Regions from separate parts of the Arachis hypogaea genome. Here region 2 is linked to region 1. A link is a contact called in public Hi-C data. All regions are on one chromosome and are shown on one strand. The core of a region is the stretch at or near the end of the contact, and the rest is flanking DNA. Distances in the headings are between cores, read along the strand shown. Region 1 holds the start of LOC112732933 (PHD finger protein ING1). Region 2 holds the start of LOC112732939 (magnesium transporter MRS2-3).

The links. A called contact is a pair of places that touch in the nucleus more often than the background predicts.
Region 2: a contact with region 1 is called in a Hi-C map of leaf, with 4 times the contacts expected there. The contact joins the promoter of LOC112732939 here to the promoter of LOC112732933 in region 1. A contact is called at or near these places in 3 of 8 Hi-C or Micro-C datasets (leaf and an unstated tissue).

What each region holds. Positions count from the first base shown.
Region 1 is chr13:119,198,539-119,204,052 of arahy.Tifrunner.gnm2.J5K5, reverse strand. LOC112732933 (PHD finger protein ING1) reads right to left here and starts at 3,178. Exons shown (of 10, transcript XM_072212381.1): 1 at 2,706-3,178; 2 at 582-654; 3 at 285-407. LOC112732932 (protein MEI2-like 4) reads right to left here. Exons shown (of 15, transcript XM_025781760.3): 15 at 4,097-5,094. The coding sequence ends at 4,957.
Region 2 is chr13:119,384,369-119,389,882 of arahy.Tifrunner.gnm2.J5K5, reverse strand. It overlaps LOC112732939 (magnesium transporter MRS2-3), which reads left to right and starts at 3,270. Exons shown (of 4, transcript XM_072212384.1): 1 at 3,270-3,563; 2 at 4,820-5,514. The coding sequence starts at 4,886. It overlaps LOC112732941 (a long non-coding RNA gene), which reads right to left and starts at 1,682. Exons shown (of 3, transcript XR_003168159.3): 1 at 1,357-1,682; 2 at 845-933; 3 at 337-669.

The DNA.
Region 1 (5,514 bases), core at 1,929-4,428:
ACAATTTTATAAAAAAATATATATATAAATATAAAATTTTATGAAGTTAGATGGACACAAATTTATATAAAGTTAAACACAAAATAATTATATAGACAAAAAAAATAAAAAAGAATGTACAGTTCGTATCTAGGAAGAATTGATGAGGCTAGTTAAAAGTAGTGAATCTACCAATAAAATCATGACCAATAATAAGGCAATCAAAAATGCATTTTGGTCATTTTTGGTGTATCTTTTATTTTGAATTAAATAAAAAAATAAAAAAAATAAAAAAAAACCTTTACCTATAATTTTTGGTTAAGATTTTCCTACCAATCTGGTTCAGTCAACAAACACCAAACTAATAAGATGTAAATCTGATTTCATTCCAAAATGGCTTCTTCTAAACTAACATCAAGTACCAAATCCTGCAACAAATAATAGCCTTAGGTTACACTGCAAAAACAGAGTATCGGAGAGTAGTAAAGGAGCAAAAAGACAAGACAATGAAGGAAAAGACAGTGATCAATCTCAAAAAACATCAAAACACAGATTTGAGATCATGAGAAACAGTTCTTCTAGAGGTGGTAATCTCACTGTACGTGTTGCTTCCTGAAGAAGATTGCCTCGTCATCTTCAATCTTGAGCCATTTCATTAAAGCATATTGCAGAATGCTGATTGAAGTAGCAGCAGCATGTTTAGACAGTATTATGCAGAATGCAGATTGAAATAGCAACTGCATATTAGTATTCAGGATATTTAATTGATGGTATAGCTGAGGTAATTTAATGAGGGTTACTAATTTTAGTGGTAGCTACACACTTATATAGGCAGCAATAGCATGGCAGAACAACTATCCTATATAATCAATTAAGCAATACATCAAAACAGCAACACATCAAAACAGCAAGTTTAAGTTAGTCACAATAGCTAATCAAAACAGCAACACATCAAAACAGCCATAGCTAATCAATAATCAATTAATCATTCAATCTAAGCACAAGTTTAAGTCAGTCACAATCTAAGCACAATTGAGTCACAACACAAAACAAAATACAGCACACAATTTTAATGAAGATTAACAAGATTAACTAGTGAACTAAATCAACTGAATCAGCACAATTTTAACAAAGATTAACCACCAAAATAAATCAACTAATCATTTAATGATTCAATCCAAAACAAGAAAACAAAGTATAATACAGCTAGATTCAAATTTCAACCTAGTAGCATTAGCAAAATCCAAAAATAAACAATGTTTTGAGTAAAGAATGAAGAACAGAGAACTAAAATTAAAAAAAAATGAAGCCTTTGCCTTCGTTCTGAGCTGTCTGAGCCGAGGGGCAGAAGCGCAGCGGAGACGGAGACCAGGCGACGAGCAGGACGACGGACGGCGTAGAAGAAGACTGCGAGCAGTGAGCACTGACCTTCGAAGAACGATTGCGAGCAGACGTCGACAGTAGAGAACGAAGACTGAGAGCCAACAGGGGTTCTTCTTTGGAGGACGCCAACGGAATGAAGAGAGGATCCCCTGACTGCAACGGACAGCAACGAGGCTAGGGTTTCGTTTTTGTTTGGGGAGAAGGAAGGAGATAAAAGAAACCGGAGAAGGGGCTCTAGGGTTAGGAGGTGAGGCTTCTGTGCTTCACACCTGCCCCTGACTGCAACAGACAGCGGCAGTGGCTCACTTCTTGTAGCTTGTGGCAGTGAGGCTAGGGTTTCTGTTTCTTTGGAGAGGAGGAAGGAGATGGAAGAATTGGAGAACGAGTTGGTTGTGGCTTGACTGCTGGCTTCATGCGTGCTTCTGTTTGGTTTTTACTTTTTAGTAAGGTTGCGAGAACTGGACCGGTCAATGAACCGGTAAGATAACTGGTTCACTGGTTTAATGGTTTGACTGAGGTTCAACCGGAGTTCAACCGGTTTAAATAAATTTTTAACAAAATTATTAAAAATTAAATATATAATTTCAAAGATTTAAATTCAATAATTTCTAATCTAATAAAATTTAAAATTTCACCTTTTTTAACTATACAAAACTCTAATCATCAAAAATCATAATCATCATTGTTAGTTTCAGGATTTTCATCATCGATAGGATTTTCAAAGCACAGCCACAAAAAAAGTTCCATTCATGCACTACATACTTGATGACATCTCATATCATAATAATCTTGCTTTCTTACTTACCACTACTACATGATTTATATTTCTAGGACATGAACATCATAGATATTAGGCAATCACAATTTACAACAAAACCCAAACACAGGCTTGAAAACCAGAAAGGGGATTAAGAAAAATTATATTGTTTAACCAGTGATTTGAATGGGCTTAACATCAGGTTTCTTAACTTCTGCCTAGGTTTCTTAACTTCTGCCTTGGGAACAGTGACAGTAAGAACACCATTCTCCATGGATGTCTTCACCTGATCCATCTTGGCGTGGGAGCCTGAACCTCCGCATGAACTTACCACTTACTTACAACATCAGCCAAACCCAAATCAGAAAACCAGCAACAATATTATTCCAGATAGCAACATCATTTCAAAAAATCAACAACTCAACAACTCAGGATAATAGAAAATGATCAAAATCATCAAAATCAGTAATTCAATACTATTAACTCAGCAAATCAAGATCACTAAAATAGTAAAACCAGCAACTGAATCAGCATTATTAACAAAAGTACAAAATCAAGTAAAAATAATTCAAGCAGCATTATTTACCGGAGGAAGGGTCGTTGAGCTCGACGGCGACACACAGAAAGATGGAGAGCTCGACGGCGACAGAGAGAGGGCACGACGGCGACAGAGAAAGGGCTCGACGGAGACCGAGAGAGACGACGGCGAGGGGAAGAGAAACGATGACAGGCGACGAGTAGACCTTCACCTTCCACAGGCGATGATTCTTGATGCCACAACGGTCAGTTCCACCCGGCGGCGACAGCACCCTCCACCCGTTCGGCGATGAGACCTAGCGACGCGAGGAGATGGGATCCAGGAGAAGAGGATCGGCGACGACGAGGCTGGACGCTGGCTGAGGAGACGAGTTCGTCGGGGACGACGGCGTTGGGCACTAGGCGGTGGCTCCTGGCCTCCTGCTGCTGTTGGCTGGGAGAGAGGAAGAAAAGGGGGCTAGGGTTCCGTGGAGTGGAGAGAGAGAGAGGGGGGTGGGTCTTGTGCGTGAGTGAAAGAGAGAGAAAATGGGGGAGGGTTTATATATTTTTATATTTTTTTCATTTTTTTTAAATCGAAAACCGGGGAAAAACCGTTCTGTTCAAACGGTTCGCTGGTTAACCGCCAGTTCGACCGATTTTTTACCACTTTTTTGCTAGACGGTTTTGCACTTCAATCCAACCGGCTAGATGACCGATTCCCGGTTAATTCGGTTTAACCGGCCAGTTCGATTCGATTTTCAGAACAATTTTTAACCAAAACGGCATCGATTGATGAGAACCGGCCGGGTTCCAATCCGGTCCGACTGACCGATTCCCGGCCATTTCTGCGGTTTAAATCCGATTTTCAAATTAACAGTTTTGCATGGCAAATCGAACCATTTTAGTTGACGATTCACGGTTAAACCGGTCAGACCGGCCGGTCTAGTCCAATTTTCGAAACATTGGTTACAATTATAGTTGTCAGAACCGAACCGGTGATCAAACCGGTCAGGTTATTGGGTCACTGGGTTATTGGTTCAATCGGTGAGTCACTGGTTGAACCGGTTGACTTGGTCCTATATAATAAAAAATAAAAAATAGTTAAAAATTTAAAATTAAAATTTAAAATACATAATTTTACTAACATTTTAAAAATATCAAGCTATTTTAAAATAATATAGAACAGAAACAATAAATATTTTATTATTTTTACTCTATCATAAATAATTTTATTTTGTTTTTATATTAAAATAACTATTATTTTTAAATTTCAATAATTTATTAATTAGTTTATATTTATTGTATTATTTTATACTATAGGTATTTATTGAAAAATAATATTAATAAATTATATAATTATGAAAAGAAAAAATGAGTTTATAATTATTGTTAAATAAAATATAATTAATTTAAGAATGAGTGAGTTTATAACTAAAATTAAAATAAATTAAATAGAAGTAATTTGATGAAAGATATTTATATATATTATAATTTGCATATATATTAGTGAAGAGCACAGCAGCCTAGTGGCTGTAAATGGCGCCTCCATTTATGAAGGAAAGGTTCAAACCCTACCTCTAGCATTTCTATGAAATGCCAATTCGTACCGGTTTGGTCGGACCGGTCTTCATCAGGTTTGACCGGTTTTCAATGGTTCAATCAGATTTTGACTAGTTCCTACCGGTTCGTTACCTTACATGGTGCAAATATCGGACCGGACCAGTATAGGATCTGGTTCATCGGTTTTTCAGTCGAACTGTCCGGTCCGGTCCGGTCCGGTTTTAATAACAATGGTTACAATTAAGTCTCTTTTTCTTGATAATCAATCACTTCCTATAGTCAAAAACTATTCCCAGAAGTAAAATACAATACAAAATTACATATTAACAACAATGATCAAAACGAAATCAGCAAAGTCCCTTGAACCCCATAATGATTTGTGAAGGAAATTTCTGTAAATTGTGAAACCACTCTTTATCAGCTGGCCAAAATTTTGAGCTTCAGTATATCAAATACTCTGAAGTGTGAGATGATAAACAGGACTCCATGCAAAAATTTCGGGGGGAAAAAAATACTAGAATCAGTGATTTCATTCTGGTTATGTACTTACAGCCTCTGAAAACTTGTTTAAGTGTTCCTCTATAGGCAAAAAAATTTTAGCCCCTTGAAATCCAGGCTCCGGCTCTCTTCTATCTTTTTTCTTTTTTTTTCTTCTAGTACAAAAAGAGGTCAATGTACATATCCGGGGTTGAACATAACTTATGATGCGATATTGAACAGTTAGGACCCCAGGATTAATCAGTTAGAGTTTCATGAAGAGTCTAAGCAGAGTCAAGTCCATTAGGAGACTCTACATTTATCAAAATTCTTGGACTTGGTTGGTTGCGACTTTCGTCATTACCAGCAGTGCGAGATTTTCCAGGTCTCACTCTAATATTGGTACCCATAGGAAAAGGCTCCTGCAGAGACAAAGTTCGTCAATAATGTTACCCTCTATTAGCCTTCTAAAGGAGGGGTTGAATCTGTTCAATTTACATGTTATGCATAAAAAAAGGTTTACAATTTTCAAACAACAAAATAGAGACATTATACTTTAGTTCTCATGTATGTGCTTCTAGTGACTATTCCTAACAGAAGGCTGTTTCTATCAGCAATTATTACCAATACTCTCGCATTATTTTCAGCCAATCAAATTTCATGAAATCTCTTCAAGCATTGGATAGTACCAACACGCAGTGCATGGAAAAAATGCATGGCTACTGTATTAACATTAAATATCGGTTGCTGGTTTGAAGATTGACATAAATTCTGGCCAAAACTGGTATTTAATGCGAAATATCAAGGGGAAACAAAGAAGGAAATATGGTAGCTCCATTACA
Region 2 (5,514 bases), core at 2,021-4,520, 190 kb before region 1:
GAAATAGGCGCTACGCATCGCCGTCCCTATGTTCGCAAATCATTCCCTCTATGAGCGTTCAGTATTCGCTGTCCTCATAGGGAATCCAAATCTTTCCCTCCATGAGCGTGTCGTATTCTTATGGAGAAACCACACTTCTGGTCTTAAGTGAGCGCTACGCTTCGCCATCCTCACTAGACCATACTCAATGTCTCAGGCAAGGTTCTGAAAACCGAACCGGTCATTGAACTGTTCTAGCTACTAATTCACTGGTTTACTAGTTCAACCGGTTCAACCGTAATTCAACCGAAAAAATCTTTTTATAATAAAATAATAAATAAAATATAAATAATCACATTGAACCATAATATTATGATCTCATTCAAATATAAACTCAGAAGTCAAAATAACAAAAAAAATCAACACAATCACAACATATGAACTGAAGGATAAAAACTACAAACATATGCATTAACACTGCTATATTTCTAGTTAACAGTCTCACCTGAAAAGTTTGAATATATTCTTGATAGTGGAGAAAATATTATTATTTTTATTTACTTCAAAGAAAAAAGGTTCATCTATGAATTCTAACATTAAATTTAGATCATAAAAAATATGATTACTTTCTGATGGGTTGCTCTTGATGCTTTCCAGCAAACTAAGCTCCTTGATCTTGGTTCCAGTTTTCTGAAAAGTAAGAATTTTAGACTCAATAGGCAGTTACAAGAGAGACATTACTAGTTTACTGAAACAGAATGACACTACTAGTGCCTAGGCTAATGGAGATTCTAAGCAAGCTACCTTCCTTGAATTACAAATTTCTAGTACACATCGAAAGAAAAAGGATAACGAAACAACATACAGATTCTCTAGTTCAAGCTTTTTCAGCAATGAAAACTGCTTTGCTTTCGACCACTTCCCCACCAACAACCATATTGATCACAACACCATCTACAGAAACAAGTCATAAAATCTTATCAACAATAATCCAATCCACCACCCCAGAGTGAAAGAATCAATAAACCAAACCCTAATGAGATTGATTCACAGAAACGATACAATACCATCTTGAATTGAAGCCAGTCCCAGGAATCACAAAATTTTAAAGAAATCACAGAAATCAAATCACAAACAATCCAAAAATATAAATTATAATGAACAAAATCAAAATTCCAAGAATAATCAGAATCAGAAATATAAATTATAATTAATATAAATTATAATTAATATAAATCACATAAATCAGAACAATGCTATAATAATTAACAAATTCACCAAAGTAACTTAAGAATACATAGATACCCTAAAACCAGTAACAACAGCTAGAAGCATAGAATAGAACAAATCCTTAGCAATAGGGGGAGCAGCACTGACCGGTGGAACAGAGATGGCGCTGGTGACGGTGGAACAGAGCTTCGCGACGGAGGCAGGAGGCGAGCCCAACGACTGTGCTTCCACTGCCGAATCGTTAGCTGCACGAGCAAGAGTGAGGGAGTGAGCTTTGAAGCTCCAACTTGTGACGCGGCAAGAGCAGTCCGGCGACTGAACGAGAAGTGAGGAGTGAGTGAGCTGGCGTTGAGAGGAACGACGAGCTCGAGATTGATGGGAGGGAGGGAGTGTGTGCTGCTGCTGCGCCGTTGGAGTGAGTTAGGGTTGCTGGGTTGGTAATGGTTAGGGTATTAGACTATTAGTAGATCAGCTCACAAAACGGCAGCGTTTTTGGTAATATTCAGAAAAGGGGCTGAGTCCCGGTTCGGTCCGACCTATCGGTTTCTGGTCGGTTTAGCGGTTCAATTTCTATTTTTTATTTTTGCGATTTTAGCATATGATCGAACCGTAATTCTCATCGGTTCACAGTTTGACCGGCCGATTCGAACCAGTTTTCAGAACCTTGGTCTCAGGTGAGTGCTACGCATTGCCGTCCTCACGAAACTATATCCATAATCAATGAACATAGATAATTTTAAATTTTAATTTTTTTTAATTTCAAATTTTAGAATTTGAAACCATTAAATCTTTGAAAACAAATAATTTTGAATTTTATATTTTTTTTAATTTTAAAAGTATTGGAAATTAAGGTTGCAAAATAAATATTAAAATAAGTAATTTTAATTAATCAAGTTAAACAAACGTACTACTTTAAGAAATGAGAAGTTTAAATTAAAAAAAAAATTAAAATACACGTGATAGTGTGTATCCAATTTAATAAAAAACGAAAAAAAAATCAGATAGGCTTAGATACACATAAATATCATCACGTGTCAGTATGTCTAACTTTATTCTCAACATGTATTCTTGAAATAAATTTAGAAATAGTATATATTATTATTTACTAAAATAAAAATATTTTAAATACTCTCTATAATTAAAATAAGACATTAAAATCAATTAAAAAATAAACTTATGTTTTACTATCAATAAAATATCAAAATATCATTATGTTTTATCTAAAAAAATATTTTATATTTTATATATATGTGTGTCCTTGTATCTTATAAAATTTTAAAATTTATGTATCGAAATATTTCGTATCGTGTCGTGTTCCCGTATCTATATCAGTCCATCATAAATTCCCTTTAACATCATCATTCATAAGGAACAGAACATGTTCACTGGGCGGCGAATCTAAGAACCTGAATCCTTGTCTACAAGTGAGGCTTAGTTTAACTCCATTATTATTATTTAGGTCCATATCATTTTTTTTCCTGCTTCATATATAGTCCATAACTTAATCATATCGTATGGATCACAATATTCAGATCAAACCAAAAAAGCAAGCCCAAACACCATATACCAAAATTTTTTCTGAAACAGCAGAAAAAAGCCCAGCAGATTTACTAATCACCATCACTTACCGACAACTCCTCTCATAGTTTCTGCGAATGCAGCAGGGTTTTTTGCATAGTGCTAAAAATCGGACCAGACCAACCGGTTCAACCGTTCAACCGAAAACCGACAAGAAAAACGATCCAATCATCCTCTTAAAACCGTTAATACAAAACTGTTTTAAAACCGTTGAACTGGCCGGAAATCGGTTGGTTGGATCGGACCAAAAACTGGCCGGTTCTTAGAAAACGACGCCATTTTGCCATTTAGAACAAAAAAAATCAATGTTCTGAAAACCGGTCAAACTACGAACCGGTAGCTTAGGCAGTTCGGTTTATTAGCAGAAACCGCTGTTCTAGAAACCGGATACAAACCGCTGAACCGGCCGAGAACCGGCCGGTCAAAGCGGGCCGGGACCAGGCCGGTTTACAAGAAACGACGCCGTTTCCTTAGGAAAAAAAGGGATTGCACGCGTTTGGCTCCCTTCTCCCACTCCTTCCATAGTCATCACCCAAATGCCATAGCCTCCACCAAAGAAAGCAAACCCTAGCCTCCGCCAATCTTGTCGCCGTCTGTCGGAGTGAGAGACTGCTGTTGCCGCCTCCGTCGTACTCAAGAACTTCCGTCTTCGTGCTATCGGCGTTCGTTACTTCGCTCTCACCATCCCCTGTTCGCTATCCATCTCCTGTTCGCTCTCATCAGTCGCCTGTTCGCCGTCGTCCATTGCGCTCAACCGCTCTCTGTCGTCGTCGAAGGTCAATGCTCACTGCTAGTGCTTGTTCTTCCTGTTTTTTTTATTGTCTGTTTAGAAACCAAACCCTCTTCATGCTTGTTCTTCGATGGTTAGTGATCGTCGTTTTTAATTACTCAAATATGCAATTTCTGAAATTAGGGATTTGTGAATCTGAACTCTGAAGTTAGTGATTGATTTCTGATATGTTACTGATTCTATTCTAATATGTGCTTTTGTTACTGATTTGTTACTGATTCTGAAATTGAGTAATGGATTTGTTTCTGAAATTGAGTAATGGATTTGTTAATGATTCTGTTCTATGGTCTTATGGATGATTATTTGATTTCTGGCCGTTCTGTTGCTGTTTTTAATTTGGATTATGATTTATTGATTTTAGTTATGGATAGAAATATTAATCAAGAAGCAGTTGTTGATAATGCCTGTTTGAGTAATAATTCATCTGCCAATCCTCCTAATTCAAATGATTCTGCTAATCCTAATCCACCTAGTTCGAATAATAGTCAGTCACAAGGTTCTTCTAATCTACGGATTTTGATAATTGATAAATCTTCATGTTGGTTTTTAATATTTATATATGTCTTTTTACTATTTAACTTTTGAGATTGTATTTTGATAAGATCATATGGATTTGATTGATGACACTTTGTTGTTGAATGCTAATTTTTGTTGCTGAATGCCCTGTTTGTTGCTGAATGCTGTTGGTAATGGTGTTTTTGTTGCTGAATGCTGAATGCTGTTGGTAATGGTGGTTTTGTTGCTGAATGTCCTGTTTGGTGCTGAATGATAATTTTTTTATTTCTGGCTGTGCTACTGCTGTTTTTAATTTTGTGAATGATTTATTAATTTCAGTTATGGATGATAGTATTAATCAAGAAGCAATTGCTGAGAACAATGCATCTGTGAACAATAACTTGCCTGCCAATCCTAATCCTCCTATTTCGAATGATACTGCCAATTCTAATCCTCTTCATAACAATGCATTTGATGATTGATAAATCTTTATGTTGGTATTTAATATTTAGATATTCTTTTTATTATTTAACTTGAGTATGTATTTTGATAAGATCATATGAATTTGGTTGATGATATTTTATGTAGTGTTTTAAATTTAGAAGATATTTTAAGATTTATATTAGATTATAATTATATTTTAGGATGTTTATTTATAATTTATTTATTATTTTATTCTAAAACGGTTTTTTCGGTTGAATCACCGGTTGTTTCGGTTCTACCCCTAATGTAGCCACATCGTTTCAGCAGGTGAATACAATTAATACAAGGCAAGAATTGAATAATTGATTAAGTGAAGGAGGGAATCGAGTGATGAATATTCGGGGTCAGGGTCAGGGTCCGCCTCCAGTTCCGGTAGCAGCGGCAGGGATGATGGATGGGATTGGGGTTCCTGTTGCTCCGAATCCGATAAGCAGGAAGAAGGGGACCGGGGTGAGGGCGTGGCTGCTTCTCGATTCCAGTGGTCAGAAGCAGGTTGTGGAGGCCGGCAAGCACGCCATCATGCGGCGCACGGGTCTCCCCGCCCGCGACCTCCGTATCCTCGACCCCCTCCTGTCCTACCCCTCGACCGTGCTAGGCCGTGAGAGGGCCATCGTGATCAACCTCGAGCACATCAAGGCCATCATCACCGCCCACGAGGTCCTCCTCCTCAACTCCCGCGACCCCTCCGTGACCCCTTTCGTGGAGGAGCTCCACTCGAGGATCCTCCGGCACCACCAAGTCCAGGGAGCTGCTGCGGCAGCTGCGGCTTCGGATGATTTCAAGTTGAGCAAAGTGTACGACTCGGAAGAAGGGCAATCAAGAGAGGGACAGGATGAAGATGAAGATACCGATCCCGTTGGGGAGCAAGTGAAAGCCCAATCGAAGCAGAATGGTATCCAGAATGGCGATGGCATGAAGATCCTGCCGTTCGAGTTTGTGGCACTGGAGGCCTGCCTGGA